Regions from separate parts of the Rattus norvegicus genome. Here region 1 is linked to region 2. Evidence: chromatin contacts called from public Hi-C data. All regions are on one chromosome and are shown on one strand. Each heading gives the region's core, a stretch centred on a gene start, on an enhancer-like site or on the middle of the called end of the contact. The rest is flanking DNA. Distances are from core to core; before and after follow the strand shown. Region 1 overlaps LOC102557053 (a long non-coding RNA gene). Region 2 holds the start of Id2 (inhibitor of DNA binding 2).

Evidence for each region. Hi-C and Micro-C count contacts between places; a contact is called where the count stands out from the background.
Region 1: a Hi-C map of frontal cortex shows a contact between it and region 2, with 1.7 times the contacts expected there. The contact joins the enhancer-like site here to the promoter of Id2 in region 2. A contact is called at or near these places in 1 of 12 Hi-C or Micro-C datasets (frontal cortex) and 1 of 1 datasets of contacts at active chromatin or transcription factors (oligodendrocytes).

Annotation. Positions count from the first base shown.
Region 1 is chr6:47,843,783-47,849,378 of GRCr8, reverse strand. LOC102557053 (a long non-coding RNA gene) reads right to left here. Exons shown (of 5, transcript XR_005505831.2): 5 at 1,373-5,596. Among named protein-coding and RNA genes, the nearest start is that of Id2, 380 kb to the right of the region's middle. Within about 2 kb of position 4,283, at least 1 of the 93 cell types and tissues checked has an H3K27ac peak or open chromatin away from gene starts, as enhancers often do.
Region 2 is chr6:47,467,538-47,473,686 of GRCr8, reverse strand. It overlaps Id2 (inhibitor of DNA binding 2), which reads left to right and starts at 2,692. Exons shown (of 3, transcript NM_013060.4): 1 at 2,692-3,103; 2 at 3,394-3,457; 3 at 4,269-4,525. The coding sequence starts at 2,756. The coding sequence ends at 3,450.

The DNA of each region.
Region 1 (5,596 bases), core at 3,034-5,533, 370 kb before region 2:
CCCCAACTCTTTCAAAACGTACATTGTGTCGTTTAATGTGCTATGTACCTCAAATAATTATATCGGGGCAAAGCCGACCTTGTCCTTTCCTGGTTGCCTGTGTCCTGTCAGACAAAACCTCTGCAGACCCAAGGCTGAGCCCAACCCCGCTCACCTCACACTCTGTGTGCTCCCAGGACCGGGGAAATTAGCACAGCCAGAGAGGAAATGTCCCCACAGGGTGAATCAATGCACAGCAAAGGATAATGGGATTTCTGCCCCAGCAGCTGTGGCCTGCCCCTCCCCTCAGCACCTGTCAAGCAGGGTAGACAGGGCGGGTCCAGGGCAACAGCTCCGCTCAGCAACCACATTGCTCATTAGCACCAGCCGGTGCCTGGGGGCCCCCCACACTGCCAAATAGTGTAGTTTTCTCCCCAGATGCAGAGAAACAATGGCTTCTCCTAGAAGGGCTGGCACAGTCCTTGTTAATCTTTCCCATTTCCCTTCTGTTTTGCCCTTTGCGCAGTGCATATGAAGGGGTGGACTGGAAGGTGGGAATTAGGTCATTCAAGTTAATTTCACCAGCTCTACTTAGAGGCTGAGAACCATGGGAGCCAGCCTGCATCGCTCAAAGCATGAAAATAATAGGCCAGATCCTGTCAACCGGGATGATCAATGGCTCCCCTTGGGAACGTTTTAAAAGCCATTTGCCCCAACGAGAACTGAGGGCTTCACAGGGCTGAGGTTCTCCTCTCTCCTCCTACTGCAGAAGGGAAATAGGCATTGAGAGAGAAACCGAGCATTTTAAACATCACTACCAAACTGGAAAGCAAGGAGATCGTTGCTTGAAGTGTTCGGCAACAGCCGTACATTTAAGTCTGTAAGGCTACAAAACCACATCCGGGGACCAGGTGGAGAACTGCCACCTACCCTGAGTGCCAAGATGCTTATCAGAAACCTGTGGAGGAAAGGGCCCAAAAGGCCTTCGGGAATTCATATCAGGTTGAAAAGTTTGGTACTTGGGTACTAAAATTGGACCCGAAACCACCTCTGTCTGTAGTAAGCTGTAACCTAATTAAGTCCATGAGCAAATTGCAGCCTAACTGAAGAGTACATTCTTGTGCAGAGTTGAGCCCCTGCCAATCATTGTGAATTGATACGCATCCAATCACAAACTGCTAAGAGATCCCTCCATGGCCATATGAGGCAAATGCTAACTGAAGCCAATCAGCTTGCTTCCGTTCTTTGATATACACACACACACATATACATACATACATACATACATACATACATACATACATATATACATAAAACCTTATACACGTGCGTTAGGAAATTCTGGACCATCTATGGACTCAAATACAATAAACTTTTAGATTTATTTCCTTAACAATATACAAAGTGTGGCATTTACCCAAGAGTCTAAGTGCCCATTCAGGAGAATTAGGAAGGTGCTTCTCAACAAACCAGCAGCTTTTTCATTTTCCTTCTTTACTCCTTCCTGTCCTATGGCTATCTAATCCAGCCATCTGCTTTTCGGAGAACAAGCCTATCGGTTTCACTAAGGGGAAATCGGCAGCATTGCAGAATGTCGGTAAGCAACGATTAGTTATCTCTCCCCCGTGCATTCAGTTTGGAAACCATTCACAGATAGGTTTGGATGCCTACTTGTACCCCATCCTTGTGTGCACAAGGTAGACTTTAGCCAGAAAGGAAAGGAAACCGGCCCACTTCTCTCCAAATCTGGGTATTTCTAAAGGGCTCTGGAAACCAGAGCCCCGATGTCCTTAAAGTGACTAAGAGATCATCGTGTAAGTGCGCTCTCACTGCAGGCTCCTCCTCACTGTGAAAGGCTGAACTTGTACAGCACTCAAAGGGGAAAGGGAGGAGCACTCACTCTAGAGATAGAGATGAGGAAAAGATAAAATCCTATTCCCATAGTTACCATTAAGAATGCTTACTAAGTCTCTCTCTCCCTCCCTCCTTCCTTCTCCCCTCCCCTCTCTCTCTCTGTGTCAGTCTCTGTGTCACCCAATCCCACGTGTGTGCACATGCACATATGCACATATCTGCGTACCCATATATATTTCATATGTAGTTTCTCTTGTCCATTGAGCCTGTGCCATTGGCATTTTGAACCATGTAGAATTGCTGATTTCAAATAATTTCAACGTACAAAATAGCCACTTCATATGACTCAGCCTGCCATTGAAGATAGATTTTTGAAACTAGGATTACAGTGTATGTTTGCGTCCATCCTGGAGTCTTTTCTTGAACCACGTAGCATCAACACTTCTGACAAAGAACATTGTCCTAGTTTTCTTTCTACCACTGTGATAAAACATTCTGACCAAAAGCAACACAGAGAGAAAAGGGTTTATTTGGATTACACTTGTATGTCATAGACCATTAAGGAGGGAAATCAGGACAAAGATTCAAAGCAGGAGCTGACACAGAGGCCATGGAGGATGCTACTAATTGTCTTGCTCCCTGTGGCTTGTTCAGCCTGCCTTCTTATTCTCTCCATGACTCTTCCATGGATGACACTGCCCACAGCAGGCTGACTCCTCCCACATCAGTCATTAATTGGGGAAAATATTCCATAGACCTGCGCACAAGCCAGCCTTCAACTGAGACTCCCTTTTACAGATGACTCAAGCTTGTGTCAAGTTGACAACAAACTTTACCAACACAAGCATTGTAATGGATTGCAGTTAAACCAGGGCCTCTCAGAAGACCCAGCAGATTCTTGCTGTCAATACTGCCAACCACGTTCGATTCCTAGAACCCACTTAATAAAAAAATCAACTTCTGCAAGTTGTTCTCTACACTAACACACACATACACCCACATAGGCAAGTAAATACACATGCACATATACACATGTATGTGCACACTCATACACACATGCACACATGCACATATACCTCTACATAAATCTGTGTAAAAAGTCTTAAACTAAACAAGACAGTTTCTCACACTTCACCGTTTTCCATGCTATGAGTCTAAAATAAATGCTTACGATTGCAATCTAAGAAGAAGTGCAAGCTTCTCACATTATCATTTTGTTGTGAAAGAAATCTACATCTCAAACACATTTCCTGTCTTTGGTGCTTTGAAGCCAAACATAAAGGATGGACTCTCTAAAGCAAGGGTACACGGATCCCTTACCATTTAGTAAATTAAGGCTGGTTTCTGAATGATGCCTGTACATCAAAGCCTGTAGCACATATCCCTGGCCTTAATCTCCTACAAAGTTAGTCCTTGTCATCAACAGCTTATGCTGCCTGAATTAACCTTTGCCATCACTAAGACACATGTGGCCGTCTATTCATTGACACGTTCTTCCGGACTTAATAACATCCAATCACTTGGACACACCCTAATGCCTCAGTGCTAACTGAGAGTTGTGTTCAGCTGACTGTCGCTCCCCCGCTACCTGAATGGGGTGATATACTAATGAGTAAGGCCCAGGGATATTGGGGGGGGGTACAGTGAGAGTGACACAAAGCCAAAATGAGAGGGGAACTTGGGCTCAGAAAGCTGCTCTTGGGTCACTCATCTGAAAGTCTGAAACAGAACAAAGACGGTCTCCTCTGCGAAAGCTTCAGCAGGTTACAACTGGGAAACTACAAACTGAAGGCATCGCATCCCCAGAAATCTTCCCTGGAGATGAGTCACTACCCTACATATGCTCTCTCCATATCTCACCAAGTGAACAACAAAAAACAACTTAGAAAATACCCAGAAATGTCACGCTGGGGCTCCTCCAGTCCTGTTCGTGTCCCAGATGGTGGAATGGGAGATCCAAGGTAGAATTCATAAGCTTGCGATACGTTTTGAAGTGACTAAAAAAAATAAGGCATGAAACTCCTTCAAGAAATTACAGAGTATAAAAATCTCCGAAAAAAAAATTCTTCCGCCCTACACGGTGTTTAATTTTGGATGTAAAAGATTTACTTTGGGGTTAAATCCAACCTATATCCCTATACACAGAAGGAGTTTTAGCCAAATAGCCTGAAGTGACTGCAGAGGCATAATGTGTAAGTTCTTACTCTCTGAAAGTCTCTCTCCTGATTTTCCACACTCCAGGCAACGCATATAAATGTGCGTTCATTGTGGTATTTTTCTGCCTCATCCAGAGGTGGGAGCGAGACGCCAGCTGCCTGTAAATAAAGGGCCTCGGCTGAGGCAGACCTGGGACCCTCTTTGCTTTGATCAAATTATCTACTTCCGCTGTCAGAGAGCTGGGTAGAGTTGCCAGGATTTCCCCTTGGTTTACAGTGACGAACATAGGCACAGCCCACCTATGGCAGCGAGCGGCAATAGAGCAGGTCACTGGGTCACACTAGGTAGATTGGCGCGTGGTAGACACTCCTGTCAGACCACCTCCAGGGAATGCACTGTAGTCATCCCCAGTGCTGGAGAGTCTTCTGTGGCCCGTGAGGTGATCGATCACATCTTCCCTGTTGGACGCTAAATGGAGCCAAAGATGAGGTGATTGCTCCCACAATCCTTATTCCACTAAGAGTAATAACCATGGGATCCCACAAAACCAGGCCTCCTCCACACGTCCAGCTGCCTCTCCTGCCCACCCTCCACTGGGTGGTTATTGCTAACGCTACTGTGAAATGTCAAACGCTATTTATGTTGACATCAAAAAAAAAAAAAAAAAAAAAAAAAAAAAACCACCTTCTGAGAGAAAACAGCCTTTAAAAATGAACAGTCCAATACCAAGTCGGCAGCTCTGAGAGCCACTGTCGCATGCCCCGTTGGCATGTAAGGAATCTATGAGCAGGACTGAAAAGGAACACCAGTCCTTAGAGGTGATGTGTCAACATGCTCATCAAATTGAAGCTGCATTCACAAGAAACCCGGCTCATTCTAGGACCAGAGGAAGTCAGACAAACATACAGTCAACGTTGATATCCTAGAAAAAGCAATAATAATATGATGAATTTATTTTCTGCTTTTTTTTTTATAAAGAGAGCTATCAAAGCACAAAGCTTGTTTGTTCTATGGACAGGTTTGTTCTCAGACTGGATTCTATCAGCCTTACGGTTTGCAATGATGGCATCAGTCACTCCCACATGGGACCATGACTGCTGTCATACTACAGCAGAGCTGACTAGAGGAAACAGATACCCCAAGGCCTACAGAAGCTGGAAAAAAAATCTATGATCTATCCTTTTGTAGGAAAAAAATGGCAACTTCTAGCTTAATCTATGTGTTAGCCACTAAACATGCTAGAAAAATGTAAGGGAAGATAGAGCACTAACTGCTCCAGAGAAGACAGAAGAGGCAGCCTGAAGGAATGTGTCTTGCCTGCCGAGAGAAGCATCTTCAGACCTTCTCACCTACACCTACCACCTACAACCAAGTGAGTTAAGATGATGGAGGGATAGTGCATGGTGTAGGTGTGAGTCCTAACCCAACCACTGAGGGGGAAAGGTGGCGGCTGAATGTTGGGTAGAGGGTGAGGATGGAACTGACACTGGCAGAGTACCGCTGGAGCAGACTACCCCTTACCCCCCTCTGCTCCTCTTTGCCTACCAGGTGCCAGACCAGCACTAGCTGCTCAAGTGACCCTGTTAGATGCTTCCAAAATCCAAGA
Region 2 (6,149 bases), core at 1,443-3,942:
TGCTGCCAATTCATCACCTGTCAGGGATCACTCGGGGGGTCACGGGCGGAATGGACACAGCTGTGAGAACAAAACCGAGGGGAAGAAAGGCGAGAGCTCCCAATTGCGCCAGATGTGCAGAGAAGACCTTGAGACTCGCCCCCGCCAAGCCGGCTCCTCCCGCCCTCGTGGCATCACGCGGGGATAGTAGCCAAGGTGGCTGGGCCGGGACCTGCTTCTGATTATCGCGCGTGGCCTGGACATGGTGGGGGATCCGGGGGGCTGGTAGCAGGGTTCGGGCAACTCCAAGCGGGTCTGTTGCTTTAAATGGGGGGCGTCCCGGTGGGTAGCAGGGGCGGCCAATATCACACACACACACACACACACACACACACACACACACACCGCCGGAAGCCCTTCACACCTTCCCACCACCCACGGATCCCGCCCTTTCTGCATCTGGGCGCGTCCTGCAGCTGGGACCATTTGAACTTCAGGGCTCTCAGATGAAAATCCACACCAATGAACCGATTTTTATATACCATTATAAGCCGTCCCGAAAAGGGTTCCCACCAAATCCCCAGCCCCAAAACATAATTTTAAGAAATGTCAGCCCAGGCTTGCTGTGACAGACTTACTGGTAACTCCGTCCTTTTCAGTCATTAACTTATACAGTTTCACAATCCCCTTAAAATGATCTTTAAATGAATGCAAAAACTGGGTAGTGTGCCAACAGAATCCGATTCAGCGCAGCCCGGCAGACTGGACTCTGGCATGACAGCCAGAGAAAGAAACGCCAGAAAACTTTCACCATATTTAGCAATTTTACTATATCAGGGTACAGGAATGGTCTTGGGAGAAGGCGCTCATGCGTCGTCGCTGCCAGTGTGTCGAGCGATGCTGCACAGCGCTCATTATCATCCAGCCCAGGGCCTTTCTGTTGGAATAATGAGGCTGGCACCGGTGCTAACATACGGTGTCCTTGGAAAAAGCTAAGAATGCGTCAGTACCGCAGAGATGCAATGTCCAAGAATCATAAGTAATAATTTGAGAATCCCAGAGATGTTTGTTTACATTGGCTATTATTGTAAAATACTCAGAGTATAACATCATGAACCAAAAGTGTCAAAACAAAATCTGTTCCGCTGTGGCACGTATGTGACAGAAACACATGCACACAAAGTACATCAAGAGGCTCGAACTGTGGGGGGACTCAGATAGTAAATCACTACCAGCTTAATAACAGGACAGTTGTCAATAGAACACTGTCACTGAGTTTCAGGAGGCAGTGCAAGCCTTGTGCAGATTTCTCTGCAGGGCAGAGAGTCCTGCAGCCTCCAAACTGAGATGGCCGGATTTTACCACCACTACACCACCGGACTCTGCCTCCTTAGAGAGAAGCCCTGGGGCACATGGCTGTCACGTGGAGGTCAGAGACTGCCTGGCCCACCAGCTGAGGAATTAATCATTAATTGAAGGGAAAATACTGTTTCTTCACCACGGAGCTTTGCCCGGATTCTGCATTCTTTCTCTTTATTGCATTCAGAGGATGTGGGAGATTGAGACCAAAAAAACCCTTTCTGGGCTTAAGATAAATATTGTTTTCCTCTAATACACGACTAATATACAGTAGTCTTCAGCAGAACAAGAATTCAGAAATTAAAGCGTTGGAGTCAAGAGCTCCAAACTTTTTCAAAATGTAGCTGCATCTAGGAGGGGTGCTGAAAGATTCCAAACCTCGTACGTAACAGAATTTTCTTTAAAAACAGCGATAAGCTGTCAGTCAGTAGCTAGGACCACCTACCTGACAAAGAGCTTCCCAAGAGCTGTAAGTGCTGGAATGTTGACACCAGAAATCACGATTTGCGCATAATTAATCGCATCACTTTGCCACCTACACTGAAGGGCACAGACCAAGGGCAATGTATGTAAATGTAGTTCCAGTGTGCAAACCCCACTAATGACCTTCGATTAATGGAGTCATTATACTAACTCTGCCTCGTTCTCGAGGAGGAGGGGGGGTCCCGGACGTACCAGGTCCCTCAGGGCTCCTCTGTGGTCTGAGGGAGACCGCACAGTGCTCCCTACAATTCGTGTCACTGAGTTTCCGAGAAGGCCTCCCGCGTTGCTCCAAGTTGCAAAATCCCACGCTAAACCTGCCGTGAATGTGTATGTGGGTAGGTTTCCCGCCCCTCCTCCCCTTAAATAGCTTTTGCTTTATCTTAAAAGAAGGAACTCCACAAATGTGACTTCCCAAAGGCGCGCTTCTTTTCCCTTCTGCCACGGTCGCTGTCTCCCTAACGCTAGCGACCTGTGACTTCCCGTCTGCTGTGCTGAGACCGCGGGGCTGCTGGAAACCCTGGGGCGGGGATAGCTAGCTCCGGGCACACCCCCGGGGCAGGGGTCCTGCCAGCTTTGGAAATTAGAATCAGGAGGGCACAATTGCACACTCAGGCCCCCTGGGTGCCCAGCGCACACTGTACTCAATTTACCACCCCAGCTGGGCTCTCGCCCGCTCCTCCCACCCCACGGGCATTGGCTGCGAACGCGGAAGAACCGAGAGCTCTCACTCACCAATGGGAGGATTCGCCTGGTATGATGGACGGCACCCCTCCCACCAATGGCGATTCAGGGATGCCCGATTGAGCGGCCAGGGCGAGTGCACATAAAAGACGCCCCGCCCGGCTCGCGCTTCATTCTGAACAGAGCCTGGTGCGGCGCAGCCACCTCAGCCCCCTGCGGCGGCTCCCTCCCGGCCTTTCCTCCTACGAGCAGCATGAAAGCCTTCAGTCCGGTGAGGTCCGTTAGGAAAAACAGCCTGTCGGACCACAGCTTGGGCATCTCCCGGAGCAAAACCCCGGTGGACGACCCGATGAGTCTGCTCTACAACATGAACGACTGCTACTCCAAGCTCAAGGAACTGGTGCCCAGCATCCCCCAGAACAAGAAGGTGACCAAGATGGAAATCCTGCAGCACGTCATCGATTATATCTTGGACCTGCAGATCGCCCTGGACTCGCACCCCACTATCGTCAGCCTGCACCACCAGAGACCTGGACAGAACCAAACGTCCAGGACGCCGCTGACCACCCTGAACACGGACATCAGCATCCTGTCCTTGCAGGTGAGACTCGCTTGCAAGTACCCCGCTGCCCAGATGCTCCCGGTCGTCCGAAACTGTCACTCTTAAAGCCCATCGTAGAGACAGGTTCATTAACTTTATTTTTAAGAAAACTGTGCATTGAGCGTCATGTAAGAAATCGCTACTTCTAAGTTCTGTGTGGGTTGCGTCTGGATCTGCATTGTAGCATGAACCTGTTTAATGGGACTTGTTGGCACTTTCGTAAAGGGAGGAGGGGGCTACCTTCCTTTAAGATTGCCTAATATCCTGCTTTTTATCCTCTTTCTCTCCAGGCGTCTGAATTCCCTTCTGAGCTTATGTCGAATGACAGCAAAGTACTCTGTGGCTAAATAAATGGTGAGTGTTTGCGGGTGCCTCCTGTGTGCGCGCTTCGGTAATGTACTTGTGTGTCTGTTAAATGTTTGGTTTGGTAAATGCATGCTTACTTCACCGTGTTACGGGTGCCGCTTGTCCTTCCAGAGAGGCATGAAGGGGCTTGTCGCTGTGGTTGCTCCGGATTACGGAACAGTTGCCGAGAGAGAGAGAGAGAGAGAGAGAGAGAGAGAGAGAGAGAGAGAGAGAGAGAGAGAGAGAGAGAGAGAGAGAGAGAGAGAGAGAGAGAGAGAGAGAGAGAGAATGAATATGAATATAAATGCCAGTAACTTACTATGAAGGTGTCAGGACAAAGTGTTATTGGCTTTTATGAGCCCAGTGGTGGTGCTATGAGGTACTAACCTCAGCTCTAATTAATCTTATCGCCACAAATTCCATAGTGTTCTCTTCCCCCAAAACTGAAGTCCTCTGAGATTTCTCTGGCTAGCTGAAGACGGCTACCCGGAGCCTTACCCCTGTGCTCCGGGATCCAGCTTTCCCTATCTGTTAACCAAAGGGCTGTTTTCAATCAAATAATTGTTACAAGAAGCAGACTGGCGCCTGTGAGCGCGCTGTTAGAGATCCAAATGGGAGACTGGGTTTGGGAAGTTTTCCCCTTGAGTCTCTGCTATTTTCATGTTTAATTTGTGCTGTTGGGGCCGGGTATGTGCGCCGCATCTGGACGCCAGGGTTTGGTTAAAAGCTCAAACTGTGGCTTCCTCTGGCGCCAGGCTGCCCGCCCCTGCCCTTAGGTTACAATCTCCTAAACTGCCTTCTCTCTCCCGATCTTTTGCAGGCATTTGGGGACTTTTTCCTTTTTTTTTTTTTTTTTTTATTTTTACTTTCTCTTTTTCTTTTGCACAACAAGAAGTCTACAGGATCTTTTAAGACTGTTGTTTTGTTCTGCTTTGTTATCAACCATTTCACCAGGAGAACAAGTTGAATGGACCTTTTTAAAAAGAAAACGGAAGGAAAACTAAGAGTGATCATCTCCCCCAGGTGTTCTCCGGCCTGGACTGTGATAACCGTTATTTATGAGAGACTTTCAATGCCCTTTCTACAGTCGGAAGGTTTTCTTTATATACTTATTCCCACCATGGGGAGCGAAAATGTTAAAAAAAAAAAAAAATCACAAGGAATTGCCCAATCTAAGCAGACTTTGCCTTTTTTCAAAGGTGGAGCGTGAATACCAGAAGGACCCAGTATTCGGTTACTTAAATGAAGTCTTTGGTCAGAAATGGCCTTTTTGACACGAGCCTACTGAATGCTGTGTATATATTTATATATAAATATATATATATATATTGAGTGAAACCTTGTGGACTCTTTAATTAGAGTTTTCTTGTACAGTGGCAGAGATAACTTTCTGCATTGAAATGTAATGACGTACTTATGCTAAACTTTTTATAAAAGTTTGGTTGTAAACTTAACCCTTTTATACAAAATAAATCAAGTGTGTTTGTCGATTGCTCGCTTTATTTCAGACAACCAGTGCTTTGATTTTTTTTTATGCTATGTTATAACTGAACCCAAATAAATACCAGTTCAAATTTATGTAGACTGTATTAAGATTATAATAAAATGTGTCTGACATCAATCCCTGGATTCTGAATGGTTTTTGAGATGTCTTGTGTTTGCAAGGGCTGCTCTGTACCCTTGACTTCCTTCTGATCTCTGGCCCCCTCTTCCACATGTGTATCCCGTGGTGGCCCTGTAGACCAAAACGTTGTTGCTGTTAGGGATGGGGACTGAAAACTCAACATACCTAGCAGGTTGGTTCTGTGTCTGTGCGTTGAGACAGGGTTTTAAGCGGGATTGTAGGGGGAGACTCCTTTAAGTTGGGTCTTTGACTAAGTTGGGTCTTTGACGTTAAGTATACAGTCTAGAAAGACACCTTTGAAGCAAGATCCAGATTTAGAGTAACGGGGCTTGGGCTGTCAGTGTTTACCCCTGGGAATTAAGCTGTTAAACCTGGCCGCGAACTCCAGAACTCCCTCCTCTCCACCTGTGGCTCACAGGGCCTGCCTGGGCCAACTGCTTTTCCAATCCTGTGGCTATTGAGTGCTTTCACCCTTGACTGCACTCTGAACTGCAAGGAACAGAGAAGGGAAGGTGAGAGAAAAGCCCCTCCCACTCACCAAAAAAAAAAAAAAAGGTATAACCATTTCCTTCCAGCCTGGGGGTAGGGGAGGGACACTGGGCCGCTAATTTGAATATGCATTCAATAGGTGCTTAGATTTATCTCCCAAATTGGAAGTGACTTGGTTGGGATGGGGTGGTTCTGCAAGGTAGTCCAGGGAAGACATGCACAACCTAGAGAAAGGATGGGACAAGAGATCCGAGTGTGTACGTCTCACCTGGTGCCACTTTCTAGGCCAAGCAGGTGTTTGGGTGGCGCCTGCTAGTCTGCCTTGGCTGAGGCGTTTCCTCTCCCCTGACACCGAATCCATCCTGGTGAGTGGAGGAGGGGCAGCTTCGGTTCCGGTGGTCCCCGCCTCCTTCCTGCAGGGCGGGGTTTTCCTTAATGAATATACCCGGGATGCACGCTTTGACCACTACACCTGGGCTGGAGACTGCCCGAGAGGCCCTGGCAGCCGCCCAACACACTACTCACCTGTTGCCTACTCTAGCTCCTGCATGCACACCCGGCCAACCCAGCATGTACTCTGTCACCCCA